Regions from separate parts of the Sus scrofa genome. Here regions 1, 2, 3 and 5 are each linked to region 4. The links are chromatin contacts, called in public Hi-C and promoter capture Hi-C maps. All regions are on one chromosome and are shown on one strand. The core of a region is the stretch at or near the end of the contact, and the rest is flanking DNA. Distances in the headings are between cores, read along the strand shown. Region 1 holds the start of RPS29 (40S ribosomal protein S29). Region 2 holds the start of RPL36AL (ribosomal protein L36a like). Region 3 holds the start of TMX1 (thioredoxin-related transmembrane protein 1). Region 4 holds the start of ATP5S (ATP synthase subunit s, mitochondrial). Region 5 holds the start of NIN (ninein).

The links. Promoter capture Hi-C pulls out the DNA fragments that hold promoters and counts their contacts. Hi-C and Micro-C count contacts between places; a contact is called where the count stands out from the background.
Region 1: a contact with region 4 is called in a promoter capture Hi-C map of liver, with 6 times the contacts expected there. The contact joins the promoter of RPS29 here to the promoter of ATP5S in region 4. A contact is called at or near these places in 1 of 5 promoter capture datasets (liver) and 3 of 47 Hi-C or Micro-C datasets (alveolar macrophages, heart right ventricle and skeletal muscle).
Region 2: a Hi-C map of liver shows a contact between it and region 4, with 4 times the contacts expected there. The contact joins the promoter of RPL36AL here to the promoter of ATP5S in region 4. A contact is called at or near these places in 2 of 5 promoter capture datasets (fetal liver and liver), 6 of 47 Hi-C or Micro-C datasets (heart right ventricle, liver, mesenteric adipose tissue and 2 more) and 1 of 2 datasets of contacts at active chromatin or transcription factors (alveolar macrophages).
Region 3: a promoter capture Hi-C map of fetal liver shows a contact between it and region 4, with 5 times the contacts expected there. The contact joins the promoter of TMX1 here to the promoter of ATP5S in region 4. A contact is called at or near these places in 1 of 5 promoter capture datasets (fetal liver) and 2 of 47 Hi-C or Micro-C datasets (embryonic fibroblasts and epiblast stem cells).
Region 5: a Hi-C map of embryonic fibroblasts shows a contact between it and region 4, with 2.4 times the contacts expected there. The contact joins the promoter of NIN here to the promoter of ATP5S in region 4. A contact is called at or near these places in 1 of 5 promoter capture datasets (liver), 1 of 47 Hi-C or Micro-C datasets (embryonic fibroblasts) and 1 of 2 datasets of contacts at active chromatin or transcription factors (alveolar macrophages).

Annotation. Positions count from the first base shown.
Region 1 is chr1:179,453,585-179,459,268 of Sscrofa11.1, forward strand. It overlaps RPS29 (40S ribosomal protein S29), which reads right to left and starts at 3,263. Exons shown (of 3, transcript XM_021101317.1): 1 at 3,103-3,263; 2 at 2,773-2,872; 3 at 1,339-1,436. The coding sequence starts at 3,164. The coding sequence ends at 1,428. It also overlaps LOC102723301.
Region 2 is chr1:179,474,231-179,480,043 of Sscrofa11.1, forward strand. RPL36AL (ribosomal protein L36a like) reads right to left here and starts at 3,590. Exons shown (of 2, transcript NM_213917.1): 1 at 3,560-3,590; 2 at 2,408-2,856. The coding sequence starts at 2,825. The coding sequence ends at 2,505. MGAT2 (mannosyl (alpha-1,6-)-glycoprotein beta-1,2-N-acetylglucosaminyltransferase) reads left to right here and starts at 4,234. Exons shown (of 1, transcript NM_001128482.1): 1 at 4,234-5,574. The coding sequence starts at 4,234. The coding sequence ends at 5,574. LRR1 (leucine-rich repeat protein 1) reads left to right here. Exons shown (of 4, transcript XM_021101338.1): 4 at 1-1,107.
Region 3 is chr1:180,932,253-180,938,070 of Sscrofa11.1, forward strand. It overlaps TMX1 (thioredoxin-related transmembrane protein 1), which reads left to right and starts at 1,426. Exons shown (of 8, transcript XM_001928249.4): 1 at 1,426-1,832; 2 at 5,067-5,182. The coding sequence starts at 1,681.
Region 4 is chr1:180,066,321-180,071,994 of Sscrofa11.1, forward strand. It overlaps ATP5S (ATP synthase subunit s, mitochondrial), which reads left to right and starts at 2,837. Exons shown (of 5, transcript XM_013993389.2): 1 at 2,837-2,987. The coding sequence starts at 2,852. L2HGDH (L-2-hydroxyglutarate dehydrogenase, mitochondrial) reads right to left here and starts at 2,848. Exons shown (of 10, transcript XM_001926818.5): 1 at 2,606-2,848. The coding sequence starts at 2,745.
Region 5 is chr1:180,617,947-180,623,969 of Sscrofa11.1, forward strand. It overlaps NIN (ninein), which reads right to left and starts at 4,029. Exons shown (of 34, transcript XR_002346861.1): 1 at 3,827-4,029; 2 at 2,368-2,448.

The DNA.
Region 1 (5,684 bases), core at 2,013-4,512, 610 kb before region 4:
GATTTCACTGGGAATTTAATTTTACTCGACAGTTGAGGACCAGAGTTTCTGTCATGGCTCAGGGGAAAGAATCTGACTAGTATCCACGAGGACACAGGACTCCTAACTTTGCTCAGGGGTTAAAGATCAGGCATTGCTGTGAGCTGTGATGTCGGTTACAGACAGGGCTCAGACCTGGCATTGCTGTGGCTGTAGAGGCGGGGAACCTCCAAAATAAATAAATAGAGGACCTACTATTATTATGTAAGGTATCATGCTACTTGCTGTGGTAAATGTTCCTATCCCACCCCACCCATCCATCCCTTGCCTCTGCACTCCCTTCCCACTCCTCAAACATGCAGAATTTTTTAAAGTAAAAATATTAAATCAAAAATAAAAATAGTAGTGCTTGCAATCATATGATTATCTTTGAGAACAAGACGTACAGCCTCTAACCCTAAGTGTTTTATTAAGAATATTAACATTGAAGTCAGATTTGAGTTTCAGTCCAGTTTTAATCCCTTTCTTACTTGGGAAGACTTTGCAGAAACTGCTTAATCTCTAAATTTCAATTTCCTCAAAATTCTAAGACTTGAAAAAAAAAAAGGCATTTAGCATGTCTGGCACATACATTTTAAAATATAATTATCCAATCCCTAATATAAAAGATACAGAAAACCACTTGACCATACCAACCTTCCTCCCCACCACAGGGTCAGGATTGGATAGGCAATGTTCCCCTTCAGACATCCCCTCAACAAAGAATACAGGTTTTAAAGGAGCAATCACCTAGGACTATCCCAATAGAGCAATGTCCATCTCTTCCCCCAAATTCTCATAACCAAATTAAACACACGGCACAAAGACACCTGTGTAAATCAATTATGTATATGCCTCCCCCATCTTCACCTAAGAAACTTACCTCTGCTCAGCTGGCAGTTTCTCACCCACTCAATCTGCAACATCACAGAAATTTTTTCCTACCTCAACCTTTTTTCCCAATATTCTATCCACCTCATTCTGTTCACCCTAAATACACTTCCCCAGCAACACTATTATTTTATTAAAAAAAATTTCATGGTCATACTACTGAGACTCAGAGTTAGTAGAGGTGGATTTACCATGATGTTCTTAAAAACCTAAACTTCAGTGTCCCTAACCTCCATGAGCTCCTTTTAAGGCTTTAAGAGGTACACTAGCAATGTGTTTAACTGTTTAAAATTTCACAGCTAATTTAACCACCATCAGTTAAGACGCTTTTTTCCACTTCAGCTTCCATTGGCACTTTCCCTCCTGTTGGATGACACTGTAGCAATCGATCTTGATACTGATATTCCATTCACACTAAAACACTCATAATTAGTATTTTTAAATGTTTATTTTATATACAAAGCACTAACATTGTTTCTGCATAAGGTGGATGTCCTGGATGACCCATTCAAGGAAGCTTAGTCCAACTGGAAAAAAAAAAAAAAAAGGCAGACAGAAAAATGAATTAATTCAAAATGCTTTTAAACGTTTTATTCTCAGAAAAATGGCTCACTATAGAATGAGTTTAACCTGAAAATCTGACCCACCCAAAATATCAACATCTAAAGATTTACTAAACACCTACTTCAAGTTGCTCCACACATCTGTTATATTTTAGTCAGTGAATTTCATTATTGATATTCCCCCTTCTATGCTCAAAGAAATTACCCACTAGAAAAACACTGCTACATAAGATGGTCATTAAGTAACTAATCACATGGGTAATATCTTGGTACTCAATGTGTGCCAGACACTATTCTAGGAGCCATTCATAACTCATTTAATCCTAACATCTGAGAAATGGGTCACAAACTTAGTGGACTTGAAGCCACTCTCTCATCTGTGTTATGCTACTGACAAGTTATTTAAACTTCCACACTGTAACACAAAACATGTACTTGTTAAGCATTTCGTCCAAGCCAAAAGTTTAAGCTCAAGATATTTTGCCTCTGTCACATAAGTGTCACATGAACAATTATTACCCACAGTAATTCACCAAAATAAGAACACTTTTTTGGCTGCACTCTCGGCATGTGAAGTTTCTAACCAGGGATCAAACTTATGTCACAGCAGTGACACCACCAGATATCTTTAAGCAACTGAGCCACCAGGCAACTCCCAAGCACATATAGAGAAGCAGGTTCTACTTAATTACTGAGGCCTAACTATGAATCAAAAGGCCAGAGATGCAGCTCAAAGACCCAATAAGAAATGTTTTCACCTCTGAGCTTCATATATACATTAATTTTTGCAACAATACTGCCATTTAGCTTCCACAGGTAAAACCTTTGCTTCAAGACACGTGACCCAAGTCATTATGACTACCTGCCTGAATCCTCAAAAAACATACATGGCCCCAAACCTCAAGCTCATTCCCCTACATGACGCTAACTCGTAACTCAACATTTCAAGACAGTGGTCAACTCATGTACTTTGCTTAAAAATAGCTAGATAGGATTAGAGATCTAATGTTGAATTTTAGCATGGTTTCATAAAAGTAAATAGTTTTATACACACTTTACACGGCACCTCGAACTGGCGAAAATGGTAAAATGGGATTACAAAGACTTCTTTTAAGGCCTTCACTGCATCCCCGCCATTCTATTCACATGGCTGCCACAAACCCTGAACAGTGTCATCCTCTACCAAGAACAGCGCTGCTAACTAAACGCAGAAAACGTCATTGGCCGAAAGCCCACACCAAGGAACTACCCCTTGTTGGCCTCTCCCAGAAATAGGAGCATGCGGCCCGCGGACGCATACCTTGATGAAGCCAATATCCTTCGCGTACTGGCGGAAGCACTGGCGGCACATATTGAGGCCGTATTTCCGGATCAGACCGTGCCGGTTTGAGCAGACTCGGCTGCAAATAGAAAAAATTAACGCAAGTCGCAGAAAGTAAACAATTCGGCACTCAGAGAGCCACCACCCACACTGCTGGTCACCAAAGACCCATGAGAGGCCTGTAATGGCGGCAATCAAGCTCCGATTCCGTCTCCCCCCACGCGCAAACCTGCGGGGCTCCGCCATTCTATTTCAAGCAGCGTCGCGCCCCAGAGGAACCCTTCCCTGAAGCGACATTCTGTTTCTCACCAAGAGCGAGAACCCTGACCGAATTTTCTTGGATGGCTCCAGTAGAGCTGCTGGTGACCCATCTTGCTCTCTCGGCTGCAACGAGGCAAAAGGACAGACTTAGCGCACGCATGCGCTCTTCAAAATTTTGGACACAGTTTACCCAGAAGGCAGTGCGGACCAGTGACGCGTGCGCAGTGTGGCCACGCTGTTCCTCGGGGGTGGGAGTGAAGAGGAAGCATGGAAATAGTCTGGGCGGGCCCTGCTGATGACGTCACCACACCGCAGCCTCTAGTTTTGTCTTGCGCCTTCTGCCACCGCCGGGCGCGGTGGCGCGCGCCTGTAGTCCCAGCTACTCGGGAGGCTGAGGCTGGAGGATCGCTTGAGCCCAGGAGTTCTGGGCTGCAGTGCGCTATGCCGATCGGGTGTCCGCACTAAGTTCGGCATCAATATGGTGACCCTCCGGGAGCGGGGGACCACCAGGTTGCCTAAGGAGGGGTGAACCGGCCCAGGTCGGAAACGGAGCAGGTCAAAACTCCCGTGCTGATCAGTAGTGGGATCGCGCCTGTGAATAGCCACTGTACTCCAGCCTGGGCAACATAGCGAGACCCCGTCTCTTTTGGAATAAATTTTTCTTTTGAACCCTCAAATAATTGATCTCAGTATTCTGCTATTTTCCTCTTCAGAATCCTTCACATTTTTTTAAATTAAAGTCTTAAACTCGTAAAGGAAAAAGGACGTTTGCCTCAACTCTACACTGACCCCTACTGGGATAAAATAGCAAAAAAACTTAAAATCAACTGTAATAACTAGGAGTCAACGGTAGGAGTTCCTGTTTTTAAACAGAATACGTTTTCAAACTTATTTTTAATTGACACACACCATTCCAGAAAAATGACATGAGACTTAGGATGTTTAATATTTCAGTGTAGTTAGTTAAGTTTAAAGTTAAGAAACAAGTAAATATCCAATGTATGTTGCTTTGACCAAATGATCTGGTAACAAAATAACTAGCAAGAATCACACGCCTTCTAATAATCTGCCGAAAAAGTCTCTAAAATCCACGTGGTCATTTATAATGTCTGTAAATAAACGAAAAATTAAGTATGAATCTAAAATAAGAGCTTTAACTAGAAATATAAAATGTACCACAGGGTGCAAAATATAGGAAACTTTTATGCATGAATTCTTACATTAGAACTGAAACACTACACCTCTTAAAGGTACGTTATTTCAGGATTATGAAATTCCCCATCCAAATTGGGAACTTTTTTACATAATGAAGGAATCAAGTCAGAGACTGAAAAACCAGATATGGCTTGATCCTGCTCTCAAAACAAATGTAGTGAGGAAAATAGTATTATTACCTGAACCCTTCCTTTCATTTTGTCTCTCTCTCTCTCTCTCTTTTTTTTTAAGAGCCCTTTCTTCCAGATTCAACTTCTGCCACTCAGTGACACGTATACAACTAAATAAGCAATTCGTTCTGGATTTTTCGTTTTGTTTTTTTGTTTCTTAGGACATTTTATATTAAATGACAGATGTACTAATAGACTACAAGAGGAGAAAGAAAGAGATTAATTCCAGCACGAGCTTCACTTGAGGGGTCTTTGAAATACACTATATGTGAAGAGTGGGGTTTACACATGATGGAGGGAAGAAATAGTGAGAGGAAGAATTTGAGGTCAAGAATGGAGTTGGAAAAAGCTTGGGGAGGGTGAACAACTTTGAGTTAACTAGAGAGGAGTCCAAAAGGCTTAGTGATAAGATTGAAAGGGGATTTTAACTTAAAGCCCAGCTGTAGAGGGTCTAATTGTCAAGCTTCTACAGTTTACCTGGAATCTTTCATTGATGGGTAGTTTCCAAAACCCATGTGTCTTTCAAAAGCTAATCTCACATTTGCCTTCTCGGATCTTTCCTGCTTGGTGGTCTCTGTAATTTTTAAAATATTACAATGATTCTGAGATCAATCTCATAAATATTTTCAATACTCTTTAATATATAATCCTTTGAGCCTAAAGAAGTGAACTCATTCAAAAGTGGGGGAAAAAACACCCACAAACAAAAATCAATTAGTTACACTTGAATAATAACAATCTCTTAAACTATCTTGATATTCAAGTTGCTCATAATTTTTATTCCAGTCACAGTTAAAATAACATAGCACCATCCCTCTCCACTGATGGAATTATCGATTTCTTTTTCAATAAGAAAGCTGAAAATATAGCTTTAAAAGTCCATTTTAACCCAGTGTTTACAAAGAGCTTTCAGCTTAATCCTATACTCTTCTTACAGGTTCTTATTACTCTTTTGTATTTGGCTTTTAAATACTTATTTTAGAACATTTTCCCCAATTATAATACATACTGAGTCTTTCCTTCTTTCCTTCCTTCCTTTTTCTTTAATACAATGAAGTACAAAGAAGAAAAAATGTACCATGATATTCTAGTCCACATAAGCCCTATTAATATTTCCTTTTGGAAAAAAATACTTACAAGATTGAAACAGTCTAACAGCACAGAGTATATACATTATTTTTTAAATTTAAGCACATCTGAATGATCTGCATGTTAAGACACCATTATTCAAGATATCACCTATTT
Region 2 (5,813 bases), core at 2,340-4,839, 590 kb before region 4:
GTAATATTAAATTTCAATGAAAAAATTAATGGCAGTGTACCAGCTAAAGGATGATGAGAATTTGAACTAGGGCAGAAGAAGTATATAAAAGGAACCTACAGAATAATGTAAATCAACTCTAATAGAAAAAATAAAAACCTAAAAAAAAATTGGGAGGAGTTCCTGTCGTGGTACAGTGGCTAACGAATCTGACTAGGAACCATGAGGTTGCAGGTTTGATCCCTGACCTTGCTCAGTGGGTTAAGGATCCAGCATTGCCTTGAGCTGTGGTGTAGGTCACAGACACAGCTCGGATCCCAAGTTGCTGTGGCTCTGGCGTAGGCCAGTGGCTACAGCTCCGATTAGACCCCTAGCCTGGGAACCTCCATATGCCGAGGGAGCGGCCCTAGAAAAGGCAAAAAAAAAGACAAAAAATAAAAATAAAAGGAACCAACTTGAAAGAATCTTGAAAAATGAAAGCAGAACTGTTCCATTCTTATTATCACTGTTCTTCAAATCAGCCTCCCTCCTAGATAATTGCAGTAGTGTCAAAACTGGTTTCGGGCAACAAAGGAAAGATTAAAAGTAATTGGAGAAAATCCTCTCCATTAACCCAGATCAGAGATTTTAAGCCCAGGCCTTATACTGCCTTCTAGTTGACTCACTTCTGGCTTTGAAAATCAGCAATTCTGTAAATGAGTAAAGTATCTTAAAGTTTTTTTCTTTATTTTTATGGCAGCACCTGCAGCATATACAAGTTTCCTGGGCCAGGGGCTGAATGCTAGCCAAAGCTGGGCTGGGACCTACGCTGCAGTTCTGGTAATGCTGGATCCTTTAACCCACTGCGTTGGGCAGGCTGTTGATTGAACCCTTGCCTCTGCAGCTGCCAGAGCCGCTGCAGTCAGATTCTTAACCCAGTGTGCCAGGGCGGGAACTTCCTAAGATTTTCTAAACGCATAAACTGATGAGATATTGCCCATAAATATTATAAAATGCCCATATTAAAATGTGGTTCTTTTCAAAATGGTTTTATGGTATATTTAAGAGTAAATTAGTACACACTTGATTTTCATATGTTCCTGTAGAAAGACTATTTCTTCATCAATAAAGGCAGATGTTAATAGCCTACTTTGGGAATGAGTGTTAATCAAGTTATTCCTATACCCTAGCCCTTTGAATTCTTGCTCATCTAGAAGCCATCCCCAAGTTCCTTAGCCAACTTAAAATTCATATACAGAAATAAGAGAACTTGTCCTCTTCTCATAGCTCATTTCCCTTTCTCAGTTTTTCATTTAATACTCAACTTATTTTTCTTTCTTGCCTTCCATAGGTGATTACTAGGCTCACTTGAGTTTAACCTTCCATTCTGTTTTCAGTTAACTTCTTACCTCAACACTCCCAACAGTCAGGGTATAACATTTGAGTACCTCCCAGGGTATGTTCTGAAAAGTTCAAAGGATGGAATTCATGTTGTTATGGACTCCATTTTTTTCACTTGCTTCAGAACTTTTTGTAATTACAAGTCAATTTTCAACTCCTGCTTTACATTGAAGACCAAGGTCTATGGGAGTTCCTGTGGTGGCTCAGTGGTAATGAACCCTACTAGTATCCAGGAGGACGCAGGTTTGATCCCTGGCCTCCATCTGTGGGTTAAGGATCCAGAATTGCTCAGAGCTGTGGTGTAGGTTACAGACATAGCCACTCTGTTTCTGATCATAGCGCCTTTTCCCCTGGGAATACAGGATCCCGAGTGACTGTGATGTAGGCTAGCAGCCACAGCTCCCGTTGGACCCCTCACCTGGGAACCTCCATATGCTTTGGGGTGGGGTGAGGGCTAAAAAGACAAAAAAAAAAAAAAAAAAAAAAAGACCAAGGTCTAAGAAAAGGTTGTCTAGAAAAACCTATGGAAACATTGTACGTCTCTGCTGTCCAATGGGGTGGTCACTAACCACATGTAGCTAGTATAACTGAGAAACTGCATTTTTAATGTAAATAGCTATATGTGGCTAGTATGCCCTACTGGACCATACCCTTGCAAAAAGTCAGCTCTTTTTACCCCTTCAGCTTGGATCCTCTACTCCACCCAGTCTGCTATACACAGGCCTACCTTATCTTTTCCATGTACTTTTTTCAAAATCTGATTGAGACTTTCCCCAGCAGCTCAATCATAATCATTTACTCACCCAACAGATATGAAATTGATGTGAAAAGTATCAGTTTTTTCCCTGCCTTATGATTTATCTCCATAACCTAGTTATAAAATTTGAGGTGGGACTCCTATCTTTATATATAAATCAACATTCCAAGTCTTATGGAACTAAATTTAAATGAGAATTTGAAATGAACCTTAATTCTGTAACTTCCTTAATTTAGAACCAAAATAAGCACAAGATCCTATTTATATTTTAAAAATACAAAAGATTTCAGTAAGGTATCACTGTATTTATTCTCATACAGGCATTTTTTTTCCCCCTATGGCTTCAACACCTTCCTCTCAAATATAGAATAAAAAAAATTCTCAAGGCTTAGAACTGGATCACTTGGCCCTTTCTCTTCTTATCTCCTCCAAGTTCAAAATGCTTGCATCTCTTAATTGCCAGCATCCTCTTGGATCTGCAGTTGGGCTCAACACATTCAAGCCTCAGCACAATCTTCTTTGTGGTTTTAGCCTTCTTCCGGAAAATTGGCTTTGTTTGCCCGCCATAGCCACTCTGTTTCCGATCATAGCGCCTCTTTCCCTGGGCATAGAGGGAATCCTTGCCCTTCTTATACTGGGTCACTTTGTGAGGCTGATGTTTTCCACACTTCTTACAGAAAGTCCTTCGGGTTTTAGGTACGTTGACCATCTTTGCAACAGGGGTGTTTTCACGATGAATACTGTGGTAAAATATTTAAAATACAGCAACAGACGTTAAACATTTTGAAATTTTAAGTTTTGTAAATATGGAAATAGTAACATTACAGAAATCATTAACGTATAAATGCACCAAATACGCATTTTCCACACGAATAAATATATATATGTGCACAACTCTTTAGAAGGCTAATCATCGGAGCAGTGATAAAATGAGGCTCACTAAAATAAGGGCCAGAGCAGCAGCATAAGGATGCCCTATACAGTCAGGTCCCCCTACTGACTCTAAGTTCCAAAGTGGGTTCCTTTGGTCCTTAATTTACCGTGGTTACCCAACAACTAAAGCGTGGTCGTGTGATAATCTACTCTCCTTCGGAAGAGTGGGAGAGTGAGCGCGAGAGCCAGTCTGGCTCCGGGTGCGGTGTAGCTGGTGCCAAGGCCGAGCCCGGCCCTTCTCTGAGGACCGCAGCAACGTGGTTTGACTTCTCCCTCCGAAACACGGTCTCCCTTCAGCGGCCCCGAAGGCTGACGTGTCCTTAACAAGTGCCTCCCGGCCCGGCAGCCGCCATGCGGGAGCCCCTTCCCGGAAGGGAGAAGCCCGTTCTTGAAATCCCCCAAGGCGGCGGGCCTCGCCCTCCCTCTCCTACCAGGGTTCGCCCGGCCACCCCGGGATCCTGAGCTTCGGGGGCTCCAGTCGAGACCGCTACCACTCCGCGTGTAGCTTACCAGTAAAACCGATGTCCACGTTCCGGGTCTCGCTCTGCTCTAGCCTCACCGGAAAAGGAGGATCGGGACGGAAGCAGGAACTGAGCCTGAGCGACAGCGCCGCGGCCCAATAAGAGGCGGGCAGCGACGCCCGGTCGTCTCCCGACGCGTCGGGGAAGCGCCAACCGACGGCCCGAGGGGCGGGCCGGAGGGGTGTGGGCCCGGGGGCCGCGGAGCTCCGCGAGCCAGTTGCTGGTTGTCAGGACAGTCTCCGCGGGAGTGGGACGAGGTTGCGTCCCTCGGTCCGGGACGTCCGGTGCCTGCGTAAGGATGAAAGCCCAGAGGACGCAGGGCCGCTGGAAGCGCAGGTAACGGAGCCGGGGTGCGGTGGGGCCGCGGCGGGCTTCTCGGACCCGTGCCGGATGGAGAGGACCGAGGCGACGCTGAGTCGCGGCTCCTAGCGGCGGGACAGCCTGAGCTGCAGCTGCCAGGCGAGGATGTGTGGAGCCCGGGCGGCACAGGGGAGCTGAGCGCCTTCGGGCCCCAGGACCCCCGGGGCCAGGGATGAGTTAGCGAGGGCAGCCGCGGAGGCCCATTCCGATCGCTGCAGGCCACGGCCGCCGCCCGCCCGCCCTTTCCGTGCGGGATCCGCTAGCTCCTTTACGCGCCTGCCCGCGCTCCCGGCCCCGGAGACCATGAGGTTCCGCATCTACAAGCGGAAGGTGCTGATCTTGACGTTCGTGGTGGCCGCCTGCGGCTTCGTCCTCTGGAGCAGCAATGGGCGACAAAGGAAGAATGAGGCCCTCGCCCCGCCGCTGCTGGACGCCGAGCCCGTGCGGGGTGCGGGCGCCCGGGCCGGGGACCATCCTGCCATATCCGTGGGCATCCGCCGGGGCTCCAACGATTCGGCGGCTCCGCTGGTCGCGGCAGCCCCGCAGCCCGAGGTGGACAACCTGACGCTGCGGTACCGGTCCCTAGTGTACCAACTGAACTTTGACCAGACGTTGAGGAATGTGGATAAGGTCAGCTCCTGGGTCCCCCGCGAGCTTGTGCTGGTGGTCCAGGTGCACAACCGGGCCGAATACCTCAAACTGCTCCTGGACTCACTTCGGAAAGCCCAGGGAATCGACAACGTCCTCGTCATCTTTAGCCATGACTTCTGGTCGACTGAGATTAATCAGCTGATCGCTGGGGTGGATTTCTGTCCGGTTCTGCAGGTGTTCTTTCCTTTCAGCATTCAGTTGTACCCTAACGAGTTTCCGGGTACTGACCCCAGAGATTGCCCTAGAGACCTGGAGAAGAATGCAGCTTTGAAAATGGGATGCATTAATGCTGAATATCCCGACTCCTTCGGCCATTACAGAGAGGCCAAGTTCTCCCAAACCAAACACCACTGGTGGTGGAAGCTGCATTTCGTGTGGGAGAGGGTCAAAGTCCTTCGAGACTATGCTGGCCTCATACTTTTCCTAGAGGAGGATCACTACGTAGCCCCAGACTTTTACCATGTCTTCAAAAAGATGTGGAATTTAAAGCAGCAAGAGTGTCCTGAGTGTGACGTTCTCTCCCTGGGGACCTATACTACCGTTCGCAGTTTCCGTGACGTTGCTGACAAGGTAGATGTGAAAACGTGGAAATCCACGGAGCACAATATGGGTCTGGCCTTGACCCGGGATGCCTATCAGAAGCTGATCGAGTGCACAGACACTTTCTGTACTTATGATGATTATAACTGGGACTGGACACTTCAATATTTGACTGTATCTTGTCTTCCAAAATTTTGGAAAGTGCTGGTTCCTCAAGTTCCTAGGATTTTTCATGCTGGAGACTGTGGTATGCATCACAAAAAAACCTGTAGACCATCCACACAGAGTGCCCAAATTGAGTCACTCTTAAATAGTAACAAACAGTACATGTTTCCAGAAACTTTAACTATCAGTGAAAAATTGACAGCAGCCCTTTCCCCACCTAGGAAAAATGGAGGGTGGGGAGACATTAGGGACCATGAACTCTGTAAGAGTTATAGAAGACTGCAGTAAAAAAAAAAAAAAAAAAAAAAAAAAAAAAAAAAAAAAAAAACGCAATCGCAAAAGGTGACAGTCTTCTATTTTTGATATTTGTCCAAACAGGATATACAATTGAATAAAAGAGTTTAGGAACTGGTTTCTGCTTTAATACAACAACAAAATTCTTATAAAAGTTGTCCAAATATAGTAATCTTTTCCTCTTGTCTGATTAAGATTTAAAACACAAGTTTTCACTTTGTGAGTTGGGTTTT
Region 3 (5,818 bases), core at 176-2,675, 860 kb after region 4:
ACCCACTGAGCGAGGCCAGGGATTGAACCTGCAACCTCATGCTTCCTAGTTGGATTTGTTAACTATCCCACTGAGCCATGATGGGAACTCCTATTTTTATTTTTTATTAAAATATAGTTGATTTACAACCTTGAGGCTCTTAATTGAGAAGACCTGAAGAGGGAGAATCGAAACTTTTTTTGATCCTGTTATGTTTAAGCTCCCTATAAGATATCCAAGAGATGTCCAGCAAAGAGTTTAATGTTGTTAAAAAATGGAATCATTTGCTTCCCATGACAGCAAACAGAGATTTAAAGAAGAGGAATCTATACCGATAAAGCCCTTGCCAGTGCCCTTCCCCTCAAAAGTCCTAAAAAATAATCCTTTCTTTTCTCTCGCCAAGAACTCCTTTGCCTCACCCTTCTTCCTATAAAAGCCTTCCATTGTATAACCTCTTGGAGAGCCCTTCTAGTTGCCAGATGGAATGGTGCCTGACTTATGACAAATAGATCTTTAAATTTACTGGGTTGAATTTTGTTGTTGTTGTTTTTAAAACAAGATACAGGTCTGAAGTTCCCAGAAAGGTCAGGGCTGGAAATGACAGTCATATGCTTTTTAAAGCCAGAAGTGAGGTCACCTGGAGAAGTTTGAGATTAAGAGGAGGGGGGCCAGTACAGCATCCAGGGGCCAGTCAATGTCTGGAAATTAGTAGAGGAGAACCAGCCAAGACGTTTCAGAAAGAGCAGCTAGTGAGGAAGGAGGAAAAACAAACAAAAAAACAAATGAGGTACCACATAACCCATTTCAAGGAGGGTGTGGTGACAGAATGCTTGCTGGCAGTCAAGTAAGATGAATGTTAACATGCAAATTACTAATGTCCTAGAAAAGGCCTTTCAGGGAAGGGTGGGGATTGGGAGGAATCAGTCAATTGGATTGAGTTTAGGAGAGAATATGAAGTGAGGAGGTGTAAATGCAATTATTTTCATTTGACTGATTAATACCAAACTCAGTGCACATTTTGATTTGTATTTACAGATGCTTAAGGAAAAAATCTGAAATATCTGTTACAAGCAGCCTCTGTGTCTTGCTCCATTTTGAATTTCTGATCTATCCTCTCTGTAACTACTGCATTAAAAAAAAAACCCAAAACCAAAAAAAGAAAAAAAAAAGAGGGACAACATATACCCTAAAGTGCATAAAGTGCACTAAACTTTCTGACTCATACAAACATCCATTAACTGTCCTACAAAATTTTTCAAAAGGAAAAAAAAAAGAAAACCCTGACAGGCAGTTAGCCGGAAACTGCTTTAGCATAGACTTACCAATCGCCTTAAGTTAGTATAAACGCCAAACTTTTGGCGCCAAAATCCTGCCGCAGACTTTGAAGCTGTTCTCTCCGAAGTCCCACCCCACTTTCTACACCACGCCCTCCGCCTCTCTTCCGACACCATATTCGGGAAAAGCAGAAAGGAAGGGAATGCTTTTTTGTCATGCGCACTAGGGAATAGGCGCGCTCCTTCGCTGCTAAACCAACCCACTGAGACCTGGTCTCGTCATGCGCATTGAGAGTCCTCAAGGCGCGCGCGCGAGCCTCGCCGCGCTCATGCGCACGAGCAGATGAGCTCGCACGGACGGAAGTGAGGAGAGGTTACGCGAAGGTGGGGGCCGCAGCGCTTGCTGTGGGGAGGGCGAGCGGCGGACATGGCGCCCTCCGGGAGTCCTATGGTCCCCTTGGCGGTGTTGCTGCTGTTGCTGTGGGAGGCTCCCTGGACCCACGGGCGGCGGAGCGACGTGCGCATCATCACCGACGAGAACTGGAAAGAGTTGCTGGAAGGAGAGTGGATGATAGAATTGTGAGTGCGGGACGGTGGTCTGGGGGCCCTTCTGTGGGCCGGGGTACTGGATCCTAGTCTGGAGCCCCGACTTCATTCTCCTTCCTCTCCCGAGCGTCCTAGGCTCTTCGGCGCTGCGGCTCCGAGCCGCGGCACGGGAGCCCCCGACTGCTCGGAATCCCCTAACTCTTGGGATCTTCGGCTGCTTTCATCCCACCCCTTCGTTTGCGACCGGGTAATACTTTTAAGTTTTTTTTTCTGAAGTGTGCACCCTAGTTTGGTTGCTAGGGCTGCGGTGTATGTAGAGGCTGCTTTCAGCTTTGAATTCTCTCAACTTTTCTTCAAGGTTTTTGGGGATGGGGAGGTTAGTCTGACTAGTTGCTATACATTGATTTTCTTGTGAGTCTTACAGACTTCCAGAGTTATTTTTACCAAACTGCAGAAGAGGAAATTGAGTTGCAGCCTTTCCTCTCCTTTTGTCTAATTGTCCTTAAAAAGTAGTCCACTTAGAATGTTAGAATTTGAGGTCTTTTTAGTTTATTTTAAATTTTATGAATCGGGCGTGTGTGTGTGTTCGCTTTTCTTTTTGCCCACATCTCATTTTTCCTTTGGGTGTGTGTTTTTGCAAAGTACTGAATGTCCTAGGTTGTTACTCTTATGTCTCTCTAAGTGGTATTGCATTTAAAAAAGAAAATTAATTGTGAGTGATTATAAACTCTTAAAAGAGTGTCAGGTCGTCATTTATTGTTTGAATAAAATCATGTGTCTGGTGATTCCATTATGATCATGTCCCTTATGCATTGGTAGGTAGTAAACTATCTGCCTTTGCTTTAGTCACTAAATTGGTAATGGTGGTGACAGTATTATTGATACTAATGGTATTAGTGATATTAGTGAAAAACACCATTATTGAGTGTTAACTGTGTACTAGACACCTGTAAACACGTCATATGCCTTGTCATACTTAAATTCTTTACAAATTCTACAAGATACTTGTTATTTCCTACACTTTACAGGTAGGAAAAGCTGTACCTAAAAAGCTTTAATTATGTTGATGTTGTAGAACAGCCCCCTTCTTTAACTGGGTTCAGGTGGGTGTTTTCTTCTGTGATTGGGTTGCTAGTTAAGGAGGAAGGTGAAAGTATACATCCCAGAAGGCCAAATCAGTAACTCTTCAGTCATTAAATCAAGCATAGATCATTTATGTGAAGGACAAAATAGGAGAAATGTTTATGTAGTATGCATATAGTTTATAACTCAGTAAAATGAATTTTCAGGCACCCTTGGAGCTACAGAGGAGAGGAAACATAACCAGGGACAGCATTTGGTTTCATTGTCCTCGGTAACTTGTTTTAGCTTGTCTCCATAAAATGTTCACAGTTTCATAAATAATGTGTTAAGCAATAGTAATTATGAACTAATGTGCAAAATACATTCGAGTGTTACTCAAGGAGATTTTTATTTTTTTTAAATTTTTAATTTTTTTTTTGTCTTTTTGCCTTTTCTAGGGGGGCTCCTTCAGCATATGGAGGTTCCCAGGCTAGGGGTCTAATCGGAGCTGTAGATGCCGGCCTACTCCAGAGCCACAGCAACACGGGATCCGAGCAGCGTCTGCAACCTACGCCACAGCTCTCGGCAACGCCGGATCCTTAACCCACTGAGCAAGGCCAGGGATTGAACCCGCAGCCTCATCGTTCCTAGTTGGATTTGTTAACCACTGCGCCACAACGGGAACTCCTCAAGGAGATTTTTATTAACTCACTGGATCAAACTATATCAATATAGTAGTAATCAAAAGTGAAGTAGTAGGGTTTTTGAATTAGAATATCTGTGTGAAATTAGAGTATACCATAGTATTTTTTTCTTTTCTTTCCTCATCATGTCCATAATTTATATGAGGTTAAGTATTTTAAAAGCACCTAAGAAACAAAAGGAACATGAAAAAGGGTCAAGGGTTTCTAATGCTGTCTGTTCTTACTACAAGTTAGATTGTCTACGTTAAATCCCTCCTGATCAGGAGTTTTTTTTAACAGAGAGATTTGTTTGTAATACATTTTTTTAGAGATTTTGCCTTTTGTGGACAGTACTAGTCTTGTTCCACATTGCCTATAACTTTTGGGAGTTTTATTTCCATAAAATAAGTGAAGAAAGTATAATGAACTACAGAAACTGTACTCATATTTTTAACAGGTGTAGGTTCCTGGTTCCAAAAAAAAGCCTGGTTCCATTAAATTATGAGATAATTATAAAACGAGAAAAATCAAATCCTAGGAAAGATTCAGGGCCTCTAAAGACTAAGTACTAAAAGAGTAAATAAAAAGCTAGTATGTTTGGCCATAGATTTGTAAATCTGAGGTTGACCAAGTTCTGGCCTAAGAATTTTTTTTGGCCTGCCTAGTGTTTGTGTCTGGGTTAAGTTCTGGGTAACATTTTTACATAAAAATGAAGATTTTTTTCAGCTCCTTTTAATTTGGACTGGGCCAGTAGTTCCCTGTTGACTGTCATTTTCCTTTGTAGGAGGGGGCATGTGTTTCCTATTTACCATAGCCCTGGGTGCTTCCTTTTTTTCTTCTATTAGCACGTTGCATTTGTGACTCCTGCACATAAAATTATTAAAACTGATGAACTCCAGATTTGACTTGGAGCTTTCTGGATACAGTTTCATAGAGAAATCCAAAGGTTTTTTTTAATTTCTTTTTTCTTAATCCAAAGTTTTTTTTTAATTTCTTTTTTCTTTTCTTTCTTTCTTTTTTTTTTCTTTTTGCTTTTTAGGTTGCAGTTAACGGCATATGGAAGTTCCTAGGCTAGGGGTCTAATAGGGCTACAGCTGCCGGCCTACGCCACAGCCACGTGGGATCTGAGCTGCGTCTGCGACCTACACCACAGCTCACAGCAACGCTGGATCCTTAACCCACTGAGCGAGGCCAGGGATCTAATCTGAATCCTTAGAGATCCTAGTCAGGTTCATTAACCACTGAGCCACAAAGGGAACTCCATAAATCCAAAGGTTCTTAAGGAGCTGTTTTGCACGTGAAAAAGTCCTTGTGTCTTAATTCTCAGAATTACTTTTCTGTGATTAGCATTATCAGTTCATAATTCTTGATTTCCAGAGAGTTAGACCTGCACTTAAAACCTTTTCATCTTTATAAAATTAGCCACTTTGCTATCTTGTTTTTAGTATATTCTTTATGTTAAGCATATTAGCATTTTTATCCCAATATTATTAGAATGTTTAAAAAAAATTATGTTTTTTAGTTATGCTCCATGGTGTCCTGCTTGTCAGAACCTTCAACCAGAATGGGAAAGTTTTGCTGAATGGGGAGAAGATCTCGAGGTTAATGTTGCAAAAGTAGATGTCACAGAGCAGCCAGGTACTGTAAGTCTGGTTAGTTTTTTTTTGCAATTCGAGATGATCTGTTTTTCCTTTTTCCACGTTAAACGGTCTTAACTCTTAACTTTCACTAGTTTTGTTTTTTTTTTTTCATTCAGGGCCGCGGGTGAAGCATGTGGAAGTTTCCAGGCTGGGGGTCAAATTGGAGCTGTAGCTGGTGGCCTACACCACAGCCACAGCAACACAGGATCCGGGCCGAATCTATGACCTACACCACAGCTCACAGCAGTACCGGATTTTTAACCCACTGATCGAGGCCAGGGATTGAACCTGAGTACTCCTGGATACCAGTCAGGTTCGTTTCTGCTGAGCCACAGCAGGCATGGATCACTCTAAGCGACCTTGGGGGCATCTTCCTCCCTCCATTCTTCCCCACGTAACTGCCTCTGATCTTTTCCCCTTTGCATCCCCAGCCCCAGACTAGTACGTAAGATGTCTCTGAGAAGCCATGGGACATTGTGGTCCAGATGGACATTGGTCAACCGAACATTTGCATCTATAGCAGACTTCAGAATAAGGATCATGTGGTTGAGATTCTCTGTAGAGCCAGGGTAAAATTCCCTGACAAGGGAGGTGAATCTCTTTAATTGGGTTCCACATGTAATCATTAACTGAT
Region 4 (5,674 bases), core at 1,587-4,086:
TTCACCCTCTCCTGCATTATGTTATTTCAGTGTAAGTCCTAAACATCATCTGTAAATATTTCAATACATTATTTCCAAAAGGGCTCTTTAAAAGGCACACACAATGCTGTTACTTTTTTTTTTTCTTTCTTTCTTTTTACAGCTACACCTGCATCAGATGGAAGTTCCCCGGCCAAGGGTGGAATCAGAGCTGCAGCTGCAGGCCTACGCCACAGCCACAGCAACAGTGGATATGAGCTGCATTTGCGACCTATGTTGCATCTTGCGGCAACACAGGATCCTTAACCCACTGAGCGAGGTCAAGGATCAAACCCCGTATCCTCAAGGACGCTATGTCAGGTTCTTAACCTGCTGAACCATAATGGGAACTCCAATGTTGTTATTCTAACTAAAAAAAAATTATCAGTTTTTCATTATCATCAAACATTCACACTAAAAATTTGAGAAGAAAACAGGAGAAAATCTTTGGTATCTAGGGCTAGATGAAGTGTTCACACCAAAAGCATGATCCATAAAAGAAAAAAATTGATAAATTGCTCTGCAAATGACCCTGTTAAGAGGGTAAGAGGACAACAAATAAATTGTGAGAAAACACTTATTTGTGAACTATATAGCTGACAAAGGACTCATTTCTCATATACATAAAAAACAAACAAGTCATTTAGAGAACAGGCAAAAGATATAAGCAAACATTTCATCATAAAGAATAGATATGATGGCAATAAAGAACATGAAAATACGCTCAGTACCTTCAGTCATTAGGGAAATGCAAACTAAAACTACAATAAGGTATCACCAGACCCCTTTCAGAATGGCTTTTTTTTTTTTTTAAGTGATAACTAAACATTGATGAGGATGAGAGGAACTAGACCAACCACACATTGCTGGTAGGAATGTAAAACAGTACAGCCATTCTGGAAAAAGAGCATGGCAGTTTCCTCAGAAACTATACCTGTGCGTACTACACGTCTTAGCAATTGCACTCTTTGGAATTTATCGCAGAGAAATGAAAACTTAATGTGCCTACAAAAATCTGTACATGTGTTCATAGCAGCTTTATTCATAATAGTCAAAACTGGAAATAGCCCAGATACCATTCAACTGGTTAAGCAAAGTGTAATACATCTAACACCACAGAGTGCTACTCAACAATTAAATGGAACCCACTATCAACACAGGCAACACCTTGGATTGATTGCAAGGATATTACGCTGTGTGAAAAAAGCCAATCTCAAAAGGTTACGTATTGTGTAATTCCACTTACATAACATTCTCAAAATTACCAAACCATAGAGCTAAAAATTTGTGGTTGCCAATGGTGAGAAAAGGTGGAGAGATGAGGTGTGAACACAAAGGGGTGGGTAACAAAATCTCTGTACTGATGGAACATTTGTTTCTTAATTGTGGTGGCAGTTACCCAAATTAACACATGTGATTAAACTGCATAGAAACACACACAAATACACAAATGAGTGCATTTAAATGATGAAATCTGAACAAGGTCTATGGATTGTACCAACGTCAATTTCCTAGTTTTGATACTGTATTACAGTTATGTAAGATGTTATTATTGGGGTAAATTGGGTGAAAAAGGCTACATGAGTACTCTCTGCTCTTTTTAAACTTCCTATGGATCTTTAATTACCTCAAAATAAAAAGTATAAATGAAACTTCACTCACCTTACTTTTCTTCTCTTAAGAAAAAGTTCCTAAAAGAACTGTCTACATACCCACACGATGAATCACTAAATCCTATTCCACTCTAACCCCTCTCCAATCTACTAATACATAGCAGCCAGAGTCAACTTTTGAAACATCAACATTTAATCACTTCTTAGAAATCCTCTAAAAGACTCCTAGCGGTCTTAGAACAAGGTTTCATACATAGTTAACACAAAAACCCTGCTGTGGTGCAGCCCCTCTCCACACGGTCTCTGTTCCTCTAAGCTCCAGTCACACTGATCTTGCTCACATTCTAGTTCTCTCAACAACCAAGAACTTTCCAGCTTTGAAACCTTCGCATAAACCATTCCCTCTACAGATAGCAGAGAAAGTCTCCAAACTTCGAATCACAGGATGCTGAATTCTGCAGGGTTTGCCTAGCAACTAACTGAGCTGCTTCTCACAGGGGCAACTCTATGCAGCATGTGTGTGCCAAGAACTGATTTAAGACCGGTTTCAGACCTTCCAAGTAAAACCATGGAGGCCAGCGAATAAACAGCCTATTTGATTGTTTACAGTGTGCTAGGTCCTTTAATCCCGCAAACGACCACCTACGCAATAGACTAGGATCCTATTCACAGCTGAGCCTTTAAGGAGCTTAAGTAACCCTCCCAGAGTGGACTAGGAGGTGGTGGATTTGTATTCAAAGCCTCAAGTATTCTTGACCTCTACTCAACACTGCCTTTCTTACTCTTTTCCTCACAGACACTACGAACGATTCCAGCAGGTAGCTCCTGGGATCAGAGGTTGGAGCCCGGGCTGCACAAGATCTCGACCTTCTCTCGCGCCTAGGACAGGGAAACAGAGCAAGGGCAGAGGTCCAGCACCAGGCACTTCTGAGAGAAGCAGCGCAAGCGGCGGGGGCGGGCCAGCGGCTACTCACCTGGTGCTGGCTCTGCGGCCACCTTGGCACAACAGCCAGAGGTTCCCTGGCGCGGGCGCGCCAGCAGCGAGGAAGCCTCCGGAGAAAGCCCCGCGGGCACGTCCGTAGACGCTGCCCAGGTAACGCAGCGCCGGCACCATCACCGGTGCCCCACTCCTACCCTGCCTCAAGCCCCAGAAGCGGCCCTGGATCCCAGCACTGCCCAAGTCCCAGTGCTGTCTAGCCCCGCCTCTTGCGCAGGGGCCAATGAGAGGCGCGCCTTTGCCTCACGTGGGAGCCGCCATTAATGGCCAATGGGCGCGCGCGGCAAAGGGCGAAGGGCAGGCCGGCGCTACCGTAGACGCCAGGGACGCTCACTCGCTCCCTCCCTCCCTTCGACGCTGTGAGTAAGGAGCTAGTCCCCGAGCGGGGCGGGACTAGGGGGTGGTTACGCTCTGCCTTTTCCCTTCTGCCCTAGCTGGGCAGACTGAAAATCTGGCGTGCCGACTCTCGCGTCCTCGACTTCGCTGCCGAGTGGACTCGGGGCCGCGAGAGAAAGTCGGGGGATGATTATGGAAAAAATTTTGGTTTGGGCAGGCCCAACAACCTCCCTTTTCTAGGCCCCGCCTTCTCAACCTCCCTCTGTCTGCGACTCTCGAAGCCCAGCCCCGCGTCACTCAAGGCCCCGCCCCGCACCGGAGGCCCCACCCCCTCTCAACCCCTCTCCACGTCACTCAAGGCCCTTTGCTGGGCACCGCAGTCTCCCACCCACGTAGGGGCGCTCGCTGCCCCGCCCTAGCTTCATTCGAACCGAGGGTCTGTCATGGCAACGCCTGTTAGCCTGCAGTTTCCTGGACTTCTATATATGGGCCTCCTAGCGCGTCATTCTTTCAGTCATTTATTGGTCCTTTAAATATTAAGAGGCTTGGTGAACCAGAGGGCTTGGTCTCTATAATTATTTAGCAATCTGTTTCCTTTTCTTAAATCCTGGACCGAGATACAGTTTTAAATATGCTGTGCGGGGCTAAGAATAGCGACTCACCTGTGCAGGTCACTTCAGATCTGTTTATCTGTAAAATGAAGGAAGTGGACTATGTGATCTTTGAAAGACCTTTGTAAAACTACGTGATTCTGTATCGCTATGCCTGTTTATCGCTATGCTCCCTATGCTTGATGGAAGTTTTTAATCTTTAGGGTCAGGACAGCTGAAGGGAACGAAAATAGAATGATGTAGCCTTATTGCTGGAAGGGCTTGATACCTCTCTGAATTTGGCTCCACTTATTAATCAGGTAGCTTGGGGAAGTCATTTCACCTCTTCGCCTCAGAACCTCCTCTGTGAACTAGGAGTTCTCCCTCATAGGGCTTTTTTTGCAGATTATATGATATAAGGCTTATCAGATGTTTAGCACAGAAAAGTGTTCAATAAAATGATGGCTTTTGTTATGTTTAAATGGTTTTATCACCTGGACAGTTGTACATATTTTCTTTATTTGTGAAGACATTGTGGAATGTTACCTGCTCGTTCATCACAAATGAAAAAAAAAGAAATAGTTTTTAGTTCGATTTTTCATTTTGAGCTAATTGTAGATTCCCATGTAGTTGTAAGAAACAGTCAAGTGATAACATCTTCTAAAATGATCATACAATATCACAACCAGGAAAATGACATCGACACAGGCCATGGATCTTATTCAGGTACCCCTCGTTTTACATGTATGTATGTAGTTCTGAATACTTCTATGGCATATGTATGTAGATTCTTGTATCCACAAGTCAAGCTGTAGCACAGTGCCATCACCACCAGGATCCCTCTGCTGGCGGGACACCCTCTTCCCCTTTCTCTTCTCCCTCTAAAGTTTTGTTATGTCAGGAATGTTATAATAAATGGAATTATATAGTATGTAATTTTCTGGAATTGGCTTTTTCACTCGGTGTAATCCCTTGAGTTCCATCCAAATTGTTGCATGTATTGATAGTTTATTCTTTATTACTGAGTAGTAGTTCATGGTATGGACATAACACAGCATGTTTAACCATTCACCCATTGAAGCTCTTTTTCAGTTCACCCATTGAAGCTCACCACATGTGAGCTCTTTCTAGTTTTTAGCTATTTCGAATAAAGCTGCTGTGAAAATTAGTGTACAGCTTTTTCTGTGAGCCTGTTTTTTGTATCTCTGGGATAAATGCCCAAGAGTCTAATTACTGGGTCATATGATGAGCACATGTTTAGTTTTGTGAGAAACTGCCAAACTTTTCCAAAGCGGCTGTACCATTTTACATTTCCAGCAGCAATATTGAGTAATCCAGTTTCTCCTCAGTGTCACCAGCTTTCAGTACTTTCACTATTTTTAATTTTAACCATTGCACAGGATGTAGTTGATTTTGAAGTATACAATTTGAGGGTCTGTGGTCAGGCTTTCATGGGTCACCCCACAGTAGTGACTTTATTACTCTGTGATTTTTAGCATGTGCTTCATAGATTAGCAAAGTGAAATAATTCAAAATACGTATGTTCTTTTTATAAAATTTTCTCTGCTTACCTCTCCCCTAGGTTTGACTGTACATTAATTTGTTTTATTTAGATAACTCAAATCACAAGCTCACCTTATATTCATTCACCCTGTAATGTCTTTGGCTAGAGACATTTGTATCCCAGTCAACACTCTTCTCAGTAAGAATTCATGCTCACCTTCCATGTAGGTCAGAACCAACAAGAAGTTAGTTCAATGAGTGTCAAGCAAGATTGGCCTAGGAGTTGCTTTGGGGACTTTTGCTTCTAACTCCTAATGAATTGCTCTGTTGTTCTATTTTAGTAGATTCTACACACTTTAGGAATAAGAATTGGCATCAACAATAGATAATTTGCAGTGAAGTGGAGTTATAATTTTCGGGGGGGAACTCCCCAATTCTGATACTACCCCACCCCTCTTGCCACACTTTTACTGCGGTCAAGAACAAATTGACCAGTTCCACCTTTTCACCACTAAAATAGCCCAACTAATTACATTTAATATGTTAAAAAAAAAAAAAAAAGAACCTCCACTTTAAAAAAAGATTTTGGTTTTATGCAAATGGGGGACTCTCAAACA
Region 5 (6,023 bases), core at 2,779-5,278, 550 kb after region 4:
ATCCTGCATTACTGTGGCTGTGGTGTAGGCTGGCAGCTGTAGCTCTGATTCAACTCCTAGCCTGGGAACTTCCATATGCCAGGAGTGTGGTCCTAAAAAGCAAAAAAAAAAAAAACACCATGTTATCCAGGAATCCCACTCCTGTGTATATATCCAAAAAGGATGGAAATTCTAATTCAAAAAGATACTTGTACTTCAATATTCATAGTAGCACTATTTACAATAGCCAAGACGTGGAAGTAACCCAAGTGCCCATTGATAGATAATGGGCTTAGGAAAATATGGTACATACACAATATGGAATATTACTCAGCCATAAAAAATGAATTTTTGCCATTTGTAGATAGACCTAGAAAATATTATACGTAGTGAAGTACATCAAAGACAAATATTATATAATATTTATAGGTGGAGTCTAATAAACAATATAAATGAATCTATGTACAAAACAGAAACAGACTCATGACACAGAAAACAAACTTATGGTTACAACAGAGGAAAAGGAGGAAGGAGGAATAAATTAGGAGTACAGGATTAACAGATAAAAACTACTTTCTATGCATAAAATAGAGAAGCAACAAAGATTTACTGTATAGCACAGGGCATTGTATTCAATATCTTATAATAACCTATAATGGAAAATATTCTGAAAAAATGTTTTTAAAAATGTTTTAATAAAAGGATATAATTTTTTGAAATAGTTTCCAAAATTATGAAAGTTTTGATATAATAGTACGTGTAACAATGCACTAATAACTATTTCAATGCACTGTCAGACCTAATTACCATCATTTTAAAGTAGCGGTAGATTTTTGTGTGCGTGTCTTTTTAGGTCTGCAGCCAAGATATATGGAGGTGCCCAGGCTAGGAGTCAAATAGGAGATGCAGCTGCTGGCCTACATCACAGCCACAGCAACATGGGATCCAAGCCACGCCTGCGATCTACACCACAGCTCATGGCAACACCAGATCCTTAACCCACTGAGCAGGGGCGGGCAGGGATCGAACCTACGTTCTCAGGGATAGTAGTTGGATTTGTTTCTGCTGAGCCAGCATGGGAACTCCATTAAAGTAGTGATAGATTTAATGATACTCAGAGAAATCTTCAATAACTAAAATGTGATGTGAAAAATCAGTGATGTCTACTGGGGACAAAGCCACAGACAATGCTGTTACTAGAGCAATTTTCTCACATTAATAATTGAGGAATGTGATACATTTTAGTAAGAAAAAAGCCAAGATAAAGATGTAATATTTTTCCCATAAAAGTTTACAGACCGCTTGAGTTCCATCTGGGTTAAGAACACCCACTTTAAAATGACGTCTCCCTTTTCCACTTCTGCCACTGACTTAATTGTGACCCATGGGCTCCTGAGCTCACTCCTTCCCTTCCAGGCCTGCACTTCCTGCAGTGTGCCCCACACACTCAGGAAGGGCCAGCCTTTACACAGTCACCTAAGCTGGGTGCTCAGCATCATGCCTCCTCCCTCCACACTCCATGGACCTGGCCCATCTGCTCAGTAGAGCTCAGCTTTCTTCCCCCCGACTCCTACCTCGCCCTCTTCACTTCTCCATTGAATTACTACAAGCGCCACCTCACTGCTCTCCTAGCCTGGCCTCATCAATCCTTCCAGAGGCATAGATCTACCCAGAATCCAAGTCTGACCCTTAGTATCATGAGATGTCTGCCCATCCTTCCAGCGCTGTTCCTGCAACTCTGTAACAGGCTTGCCTCACTTCTTGAGTTACCCAAGTACAGGACAACCAATGTTTGGAGGGGAGGACTCTGGAGCCAGACTGCCTCAGCTCAAATCCTGGCTCCTCCACTGGCCACTACATGGCCTTTGAAAATGCCCTCCACCCTTCTGAGCCTCAGGGATGTCAACTTTAAAATGGGGCCACAAGAGCACTTGCCCAGCAGGGTTGTGAGAACCAGGTGATACATGGAAAAGCTCAGCAGAAGAAAGACCTTGTTATTATTTCATGTTTCCTTTGCAGGGAATGGCCTTTCTCCTGTTCTCAGCTCCACCAACTAGTCCTTGAAGACTCAGCTCAGGCATCTCCTCTTCCAGGAACCTTCTGCCACCTGCACTGGGTGGGGCTGGGCTCTGGGTTCAATGGCACGCCCACCTGTTCATGTCCCCCAAACTCACTACCTAGCTGGGTCCTGCTCCAGGAGGTGGTCCTTCCTTCCTTCTAACCAGGAACTGTCTAGATCCAGGCCCAGGGCCAGCGTTCAGCAAATTTTGGAGGTTGACGGATTAAAGAGAGAATACAGATCAAAGGACAAAGTGTTAAAATAGAGGAGCCAGCACTCTTTCCCTCTCCTGACAATTTGCTTTTCAAAGTATCGCATAATACACTTACTTATCTTACTGTTTTTCTGAGTGGTCCTGTCTGTGTTGAGCCCTTTCCTGGCCAATTCTTGGGCCTGATAGCATCGAGTTTCTGAAAAGAGAAAGGGAAAAAAGAAGTGTGGGTGTGGGTGTGTGGAGGGGCAGGATGCTGGGCGGAGGAAGGAAGCCCTCAGCCTGCTCTCAGGAAACGGGTATCAAGAGACACCAGGGCTGTTTAACACTCTGAACAAAGGGATCTTCAACAGTAGGAGCAAGGACAGAAGAGAAAACCCTGCTGTGTGGGGTCCTGGCTCAAGGCATGGCCAACATGCCAGTGGCCCTGACTATAGTTAGAGCTGTCCTCATTCCTCTCTTTTTAAACATTACAAAACAATTCATCTCCTGGGAAAAGATTAAACAAAACCGAGCGGTAGAAAGTAAAAAAGCAAAGCAGCATCAACTGACCCAGTCCTACTCCCCACAGGTAACCTCTGCTTTGGTGCAGATGTCAAAATACACACAGGGACCTACAGGCATATCTCATAGGGCTGCAACCACACTCAGAAAAGCACAATCATAAAATAAGTCTAGATTTCTCCAGAGAAACACTAGATAGAAATACTGCAATAAACACACTGTTTAAAAAATAATAATAATTATGGAAAAAGAAACTATTTCAAATAGAACACATCCAAGGAACGGTGGGAGCAGAGGGGAGGGCAGGCTTTGGAGTCTGGGCTCCACTCTTCAGGTTGGCTTCTCAGCAGGTGAGTGCCCAGTGAAAATGAGACTGCCTTTCCTGAGCCAGGATCCTTCGGTTTAGAAATGCTCAGACAGGGAGTTCTTGTTGTGGCTCAGTGAGTTAACCCAACTAGTATCCATGAGGATACAGACTGGATCCCTGGCCTCACTCAATAGGATCCAGTGTTGCTGTGAGCTGTGGTGTTGCCAGGCAGCTGTAGCTCTGATTCGACTCCTAGCCTGGGAACTTCCATACACCACAGGTGTGCCCCTAAGAAAAAAAAAAAAGAAAGAAAGAAAAAAGAAATGCTCGGATTGGAGGTCTGTGAAGGGAGGATGAAGGACAGAGGGACAGAGGGCTGGCTGCGGCAGGGGAGGACTCTAAGCCCCTGGCAACCTCCCCAATCCCCTCTCTTTAAAGCTACTATTACTCTTATAACTTGTAACGGCCAAAGGCAGAGGGAGGCAGAGCACCTGTAGGCTTGGGCTTTGGAAAGCAGAAGAAACAGCTGCGCATCGACGGGCAAGCCCAGGAGCAGGAGGGCAGCCCCGGCTGAGCCTGAAAATAATACCCAGCCACACAGCTTGACAAAGGCCTCCGGTCGTGCGGAGCGGGAGGGTCTGGCCCAGTGGCTCCTTGCCAGGCAGTTCTGGGGCCACGTGGGGAAGAGCCCAGACCCTCCCTGCCTCCCTCCTCCAGATCCTACACCACCTTCGGGAGGACCAGCCTGCCCTCAGTGAACACCCACCGCAGCAATCACCAGCTTTGCTTCTAGGCCTGTCTCACTGCCGTCTCATTTCCGGGTGTGAAGATGGATTGGCTGTGTACCTCTGTTTACAGCATCTCTTCCTGCAGTGAAAGCGAACCCCCTACGGGTCTGCGGGTCTGAGGGTCTGCGGAGTTCTTCAGTTTTCAGATGGGCGGGAATGAAATGAATAGTCTCTGGAGAGGAAGAGGAAGAGGAAGTGCCGCTGTGTCCTCCCCCCACCGCTCCTCCGCCCCCATTTAAAAAGAGAGCCCCAGGCACTGGCTTGCTACTCTTAACAATGTTGTCAGCTCCGAGTTAGAGTGGGCTCCCCACAAAAGTGGTGCTAGCTGCCCGGGTTTGCTTCCTTTGTCCCTGGTGCTGGGATATCTTGCCCTGCCCCGGGCTTCAACTTGGATTGGTCAGGAAAAAGTGTCTCAGCTTTAAAATGATCAAACTCCTGGAGCTCCCGTTGTGGCTCAGCCTTAACCAAGCCGACTAGTATCCACGAAGACGAAGGTTCAATCCCTGGCCTCGCTCAGTTGGGTTAAGAATCCTACGTTGCAGTGAGCTCTGGTGTAGGTCACAGACACGGCTGGGATCCAGCTTTGCTGGGGCTGTGGTGTAGGCCGACAGCTGCAGCTCAGATAGACCCCTAGCCTGGGAACTTCCTTATGGCACAGGTGGGACCCTAGAAAGATAGACAGATAGACAGACAGATAGATAGATAGATAAATAAATAAGATTTAAATAGATTGAAAAAATAATTGTCAATAGAAAAAAACATTTAGGAAGTAAGGATATTAAGCACTCATGGAGAGCAGAAAACATGCCAGAACAGTAAATTCTTCTAAAATTTAATTTTAGAGTTGAAGAAATGTTTCTCTTTGGTTTAAATGATTTTAAATAGAGCTTGGCCAGCATCTCAATGTCTAGAGTCAAGCTTTCTGCTTCAAAAGTGTCACCATTCTTCTATCTCCTGGTCAGCTCACTGCTGCCCCCGTGTGTCTCATCTAAACATCACAACACAGTTTTCTGTTTGGCAAATAAAAGTGTAGAAAACCTCTACCAGTCTGTTGGCTCCCGTGGCAATAAACAGTATAGAATTAAAGCAATGTTCTGGCTTATTAGTGAGAGCTATGAAACCCAGGTGAATGTTCAACAAGTCTTTTACTTTGGAAAACATCATTATACGGTCCTTTCTCTTTCTCTCTCTTGTTTTTTTCAATTCATTGTCTCCTTCCTGAAAGGATAAATTTAATCCCTAGAGGAAGTGGTAATGAGCATAGTGATGTAAGTCCTATTAATGATACCCCTTCAAGAGAAACCACATGATTTATTCATCGATGTGCATTAGATTTTATTTTATAGCTTTGATTAAAAAGCTTATGTTCAGGATGATTGAAAGTTTGCATAGTCTCTGATGTGAGATAATTTCTTTCTTTTTCTTGCTTTTTTTTTTTCCTTTTTTTTTTTTTTTTTTTACTTTTTAGGGCTGCACCTGCGGCAGATGGAGGTTCCCAGGATAGGGGTCAAATTGGAGCTACAGATACCGGCCTACACCACAGCCACAGTAACATCAGATCCTTAACCCACTGAGCAAGGCCAGGGATCCAATCCACAGCCTCATAGTTCCTAGTTGGATTTGTTTCTGCTGAGCCATGATGGGAACTCCAAGATAATTTCTGAGGTGTGGCTCAAACACACACACTTTCCTGTGCTCACCTTATACCTTTGTCTCCAGTGGGGAGATTAGATCCCCATTTTGATATGAACTAGACCAACTCTGTGGGTTTGTATTAAGCACCAACTCTTCCTGTTTCTTGCTCATCCATGTAGTTTATCTGAATTGCTTCTTGCTCTACAGAAACTGAGACCACATAGAATATCATGTTTTCCTGGATGGAATTTGGAAAACACCTTCCATTTTGAATAGATCAAGATGCTGATCCCTTATGCACAAAGGTTGCAGCAGTCTCCTCTTCCACATGGCCTGCCTGGAGTTGATGGCTACTTGCTCCCCATACTCATCCTGGAATCTCCCTATACTGCAATGGCAGCTTTGAATTCACTTCCCACAGCCACCTGCTAAAGTAACCTTCAGTGCTTCCTGAGTGCTTACTGACTGCTCATTGTTTAATCCAGGAGAGGGAGAGGGCTCAAGTTTCACCTCCTCAAGGCAATCAAACAATTTTGGTTA